2 separate regions of the Ovis aries genome follow, and region 2 is linked to region 1. The links are chromatin contacts, called in public Hi-C maps. All regions are on one chromosome and are shown on one strand. The core of a region is the stretch at or near the end of the contact, and the rest is flanking DNA. Distances in the headings are between cores, read along the strand shown.

What was found. Hi-C and Micro-C count contacts between places; a contact is called where the count stands out from the background.
Region 2: a Hi-C map of omental adipose tissue shows a contact between it and region 1, with 2.8 times the contacts expected there. The contact joins the promoter of RNF43 here to the enhancer-like site in region 1. A contact is called at or near these places in 10 of 16 Hi-C or Micro-C datasets (blood, liver, muscle and 4 more).

What each region holds. Positions count from the first base shown.
Region 1 is chr11:8,979,298-8,981,997 of ARS-UI_Ramb_v3.0, forward strand. It overlaps TSPOAP1 (TSPO associated protein 1), which reads right to left. Exons shown (of 27, transcript XM_060394761.1): 14 at 2,118-2,293; 15 at 802-917; 16 at 448-557. Among named protein-coding and RNA genes, the nearest start is that of TSPOAP1, 15 kb to the right of the region's middle. Within about 2 kb of position 1,439, at least 4 of the 54 cell types and tissues checked have an H3K27ac peak or open chromatin away from gene starts, as enhancers often do.
Region 2 is chr11:9,083,144-9,085,843 of ARS-UI_Ramb_v3.0, forward strand. It overlaps RNF43 (ring finger protein 43), which reads right to left and starts at 1,405. Exons shown (of 11, transcript XM_060395116.1): 1 at 1-1,405.

The sequences.
Region 1 (2,700 bases), core at 189-2,688:
CCCTGGAGCGCAGCCCTGCCTGGGCCCTGGAAACTGCCGACCACTTGCTGACACCCTCTCCTGGGCCCTGGACCCCAACCCCTCCTCCCCACACTCACTGGGTTCAGCATCAGATCTATACACCACGTGCCCAACCTCGAGGTCACTAGTGCTCAGTGCTGCCGTGCCCTGTCTGCCAGCAGAAAAGCGAATTTAGCTGAAATTCCCTGTGATGCTCTGTCCGCCCTCTGGACTGTGCTGGGCCCTGTCCTGTCCTGCACGGGGAAGACGTGGAGTCAGACCAGCTGCCCACAGAGCCCTTTCCCCACAGGCCACCGGGTCTCTCTATGCCTTTCTGCCGAGTCTGAGGAGTGACGGTGGGCTCAGAGGGTGCAGATGGGTAGAGGGCTTTGGGAAGAGGAGCTTGAAAGCAGACACAAGGATGGGACAGTCCCCGCTACCTCCTACCTTCAAAGAAGCCATCCTCATCCATGCTGCCATAGATGTAGACGTACTCGCCGGCGGTCAGCGGCAGCTCAGCCTCTGGGTTCTCGTTGGGGCCCTCGAAGGGGTTGTAGCTGCGGGGAGGCCCAGAGGAGGAGGGGGACGGTGACCACCATCCTGTCTCCTCCCCACCGCCCATCGCTTGGCCTTGGGGACACTTTGTCGTCCACCGTTAACCACAGGGAGCGCCCACTGCACCCACCCCAGCCCAAGGAGGCGAAGATGACTTCTGCCGTGACCCCCGCCACACCCCCTCCGTCCCGTTCCCCTCATGCACCCCAAATGCCAGAGGGCCGGGGTGCAGGGGTCAGGGCCCACCTGTAGCGAGCTAGGAAGACCTGGACCCTGGCTCCGCCCCGGTCGCCCTCTGCCACTGCCGGGAGCAGCGAGACGTTGTCCGCCTCCAGCTCCTCCACCTCACTGGCCGTGTCCACCTGGGGGCAAACAGAAAAGGGCCAGTCCTCTCCAGGACCCAGGGGCCGACCGCAAACCCGGCAGGGGAGGCCCCGCTGTCCTGAGACGAGAAACAGAGCAGATGCTGGACGAGGCCAGCGGCAGTGAGCTCTGCTGACACTTTCTAAACCAGAACGTCAGCCCTCGGGCACTGGTGGAGCCCAGAGGCCTTGGGTCAAGGGAGAGGGGTCAATGGTGACCCCTCCCCGAGCCCCAGCCTCTGGTGCACCAGCTCAGTAAATGAGACCACCATGCCCAGCAGAGAGGGGGCAGCCACTCTGGCGGTGGGGGACAAGGGGGCGCCCAATGACAGTCTGTGTCTTTAAGGTTAAAAAACTGCAATAAAGCGCTCTAGCTGGAAGCAAAGGGGCAGAAGGGGCTGAGAAGTCCCTGGGACAGAGGTACTGCCAGGGTAAGCGGGGGCACCCAAAGCCAGCACCTCCACTCGTGCCCACAAGGGGACAGTAGAGGCCGCAGCTGGGCTCTACCACTTCCTGCACCAGAGGCTGCAGGGCGGCTCCAGACGCCCCCATTCCCCCCCCCCCCCCCCGTGCACTTTCTCAGGTTTGGGAGGGAGAGAGAGAGACGGCTGCGGTTGTGAGTGATACCAAAGAACTTGGCAGTAATACCAGCTGCCATATGCTAAGCATCTACTGCGCGCCCCACACGGTGGGAGGTTCCGTCCTTGTTGTTTTCACATCATCCTCCCCACAACCTCACCGGGCAGGCTTGTTAGTTCAAAACTCAGATGACAGCGAAACCCAAGCCCAGAGAGGGTCAGTGACCTGCCTGAGACACAGCGAGGACCTCAATCCCAGAACCCGTGCCCCTTCTCACAGTGCCACCAGCTTCTGCCACAGACACGCTCACCACCAACCTCGTTGTGTGGGTCCTGGCCCCAAAGGGTCTCCCTTCCTGCAGCCCAAGACTCTAAGACCTCGCTGGGCCCCAGAGGGGCAGGCTGGGCAGCCCCTGAGTAGGGACGGCAGGCAGGACCAGCAGGCAGGGCAGGCCCCATCGGAGCTCCCCGCCTGCCGGGAGGAATCCACGGGCCTCTCTCCTCCAGGGCCTTGCCTGAGCCCCCACACAGGCCATCAGCCCCCCAGCTCCTGGGCCACACCTTCCCTCCACCTGCCCCCGCCAAGGCAGAGCTAGAGCCCAGGCCCCTCCCCAGCACTGACCTCGGGGGTCGGGCAGGACTTGGGGCTGTTGTGGATGGACTCAGAGCGAGAGGAGTTGGACAGAGACTCTGCCCTCTTGGCCGGCGTCCTTCGGGAGACCCCAGCAAGGGTGGCGGAGGCAGGCTCGGAAGACTTCGGGGTGCAGCGCCCCGGGGAGGCTGGTGGGAGGTCGAGGTCTACAGGAAAGATGACACGTGGTCTTGGGGGTTGGTGTCCCGAGGAGTGACCAGTGACCACGCGTCCTCTTGGAGCTAGCGATCAGGCCCTCCGTGGCCAAGTTCCCTTACAAGAAGGGAAATCCTGGGGGAGCTTACTGAGTGGAGGTGGAGGTGACTTACACGTATTATTTCACAGCTTCCTCAGAGCAACTCAATGAGGTGTAGTGGACGCCCCTGTCTCAGAGCCTAGGACACACAGCCCACAGAGCTTTAGCAGCATCACTCCCTGAGTGAGTGGAGCCGGGACCACCCGATCTGACCGATGCCCAGCTGGCTCTTCGCCAGCCTGACTCCTGGTGCCCACCTCCCAGCCAGGACCACAAAGGAGGGGGAGGAGCAGCTACCTGAGATTCTCTAATGGGCTC
Region 2 (2,700 bases), core at 155-2,654, 100 kb after region 1:
AGCCAAAGATGCTACATGTATTCATAAAAGTTTCAACATTAAACCGTACTTCAGCGTAGCCAAAGTTCCAGGCCCATTGAACCTATAACACTTTCCATGAACTTAAATATACTGAGTTTTAAATTTTCCACCTAGATTTGCTAGTAAGTTAGGTGCTGATTTATATGTCTTCACATATTCACAGGATAAATCTGAGCATCACAATCTTTTCCAATTTTCATAATTAGAAGAATATTTGAAAAGGTTGGCTTTCCAATTATCTTTTCCAGTTGAAATTCCTATTTCTATCTTTATCTTCCTTTCTATCTTAGGGATTCCTCCTTTTATTCTCCTACTTGAGAATGCCAAGCACTGTGATTTCCCATGAGATGCTTTTGGAAACTACTTTATTATCCAGATCTTATAATCTGTAATTTTCTGGGTTCATATTAAAACAAAGGACTATTCCTAACACGTTTTCAAATTCCTTGAGGAGGTGGGGAATAAAAGACAGTGGGAGTAAGGAGGTGATTAGTCTACAAGCTCTAAGTAGAATGCCCTGAAAAAGTAAAAATAATCCTGAGTAGAGTAGATCTGTGCTATTTCTAGGCACACTTGAGAATTTGGGTCTTTGTACAAACAAAATCTTACTCTAAGATTTCAAAATGTGCACCCTTAAGTAAATATAAATGCACTTCAACCACAAAGCCCACTGTGTTCAGAGGTCAAGTTAAAAAATCTTATTAAGTCTTCAGAATAAGTGCTGAAAAGCCAAGCAATTGAATATGAACCTGTTATATAGATTCTTTTCTTTCGCTGAGGCAGAAGGAGGGAAAAAAAAAGAATTTCAAAAGAAATCTGCAAACCTGTTGTGCTGTCGGGCCCACTGGAATCCACGGGGGTGAAACAAATTCAATTATGCTTTTATAGATCCTGCTCAAGAAAAGGTTTCAACTGCTTAACCAAGTACAGTTCATTCTTCCACCTTCTTACTCTGCAACCAAACCAAGTGCCCCACACTGCAGGTAGGAGCCGAGAAATTCCGCAGCCTGAAAAAATAATCCATGCAGGTCAAAGGCAGAAACTTACTCCAAGGTTAGAGCTACTGTCCCCAAGAACTCTAAAACCACTGAGAGAGGATCCAAAACCATTTCTGAAATCTCCTTTCTAACAAAAGTCCTTTTTCTCCCCAAACAGCATATAAAAATGGTGAGATCTTGAAAGAGCAAAGAAGCAAATACATCAGCAACAATTCACTACCAGGAACACAGACAATCCCAAAGGGAGAAGGCAAGGTCTCTGAATCATGGATAGACTTGGAAAGTTCGGAAGGATTCAAGTGCTTCCCTTCCAGAAAGACAATTCTGGATCAGCTCCCTAGAGGAGGAAGCCTGTGGTTTGTAACTGGTGTTCTAGCTCGGACTCCCTCCCCTGGGACTGCAATCACGCTCTCTACCTGCTGACACAGTGAGGGTGGAGCGGCCAGAGGCAGCCGCCCCGTCCCGCCCCCTCCTCCTGGCTGCCTGGGGCACGGTGCGCGCACACTTCACCAGACACGTTCCTGAGCTCGCTCTTCTCTCGGCTCCCCGACTCCCTCTACTGAGCCACGGCCACACTGCACCCAGTTCAGTCCTCAATACCTTCCTCTGAGTAAGCAAGCTCCCGCACGTAAATCAAGGCCACGTGAACAGATAGGTAAGCAGATTCTGCAACCCAAGAGACAGACGGCGGGATGAGGAAATAAAGACCAAAAAAAAAAAGAAACCCATAAGATAAAATAATGGACACAACGTTTTGCAAATGTAAGTTCAAAGGGATATCTGCTCTTCTGGGTTTTAGTGTCTATAAAGGCCACAAAGCCAGAATAATGTGATCCTGTGCAGTAGTTCTCACTCACTGATTTATTGTCTTAAGTCAGCTACCCTGGCAAGAATTCTGCCCTTTTTATGCAGTTTTTCTTCAGCTTCTGCAAATTTAAATTCAGTAGCTCTTTTCTAAACTGCCTGTACCAAGCTTTTACATTAGGTGATGTCAGAGGGCTGGAATCTGTTATTTTCTTCTTACATCCCTGGGATGTGAAATAATACTATGGATCAGACCTGGGCCTTCAATGTGAAACTGAAAGTAAGTCTATATCATAAATACAAGTAAAGGGGTAAATATATATGCTTAATAAGAGTGTAGGTAAAAAGAACACTGATTTTTGGTTAATTACATTTGTGAAAAATATTCCTTCTAGTAACTTTTACCACATTTGTGAACAATAACCCTTCTAGTAACATTTTCTTTAGAAAGAATGCAAACATTTCTGACGTATGTTTCTAAAATTTGAATTTTCAAAATGACCAGATTGTATTTCACTGTGGCCAGACATCTTATTTTTAATCTGATGCCAATAATCTTTCCAAACTGTACAAATGAACAATGATGTGAATATGATTAACATTACACTTAAAAAAGGTTAAGATTTATGCTACATGCTTATTGTGGTAAAAAGCACATTTTAAGTTGTGGCAAGAAGCACATAAAATTTCAAACAATTTCTAACGTGGACAAAAGAATTGTGAAAACTGACTACCTGTAAAATGTGGAGAATAATAACTGCATTGTAGGTTTGCTGTAAAGATTAAATGACATAATGCCTCTGAAGGCAAAAGGTATGAGTGACCTGGTCGCCTTGAGAATTTTATCCCTAAAGAGGGTTTACAGTCTAATTTGAAG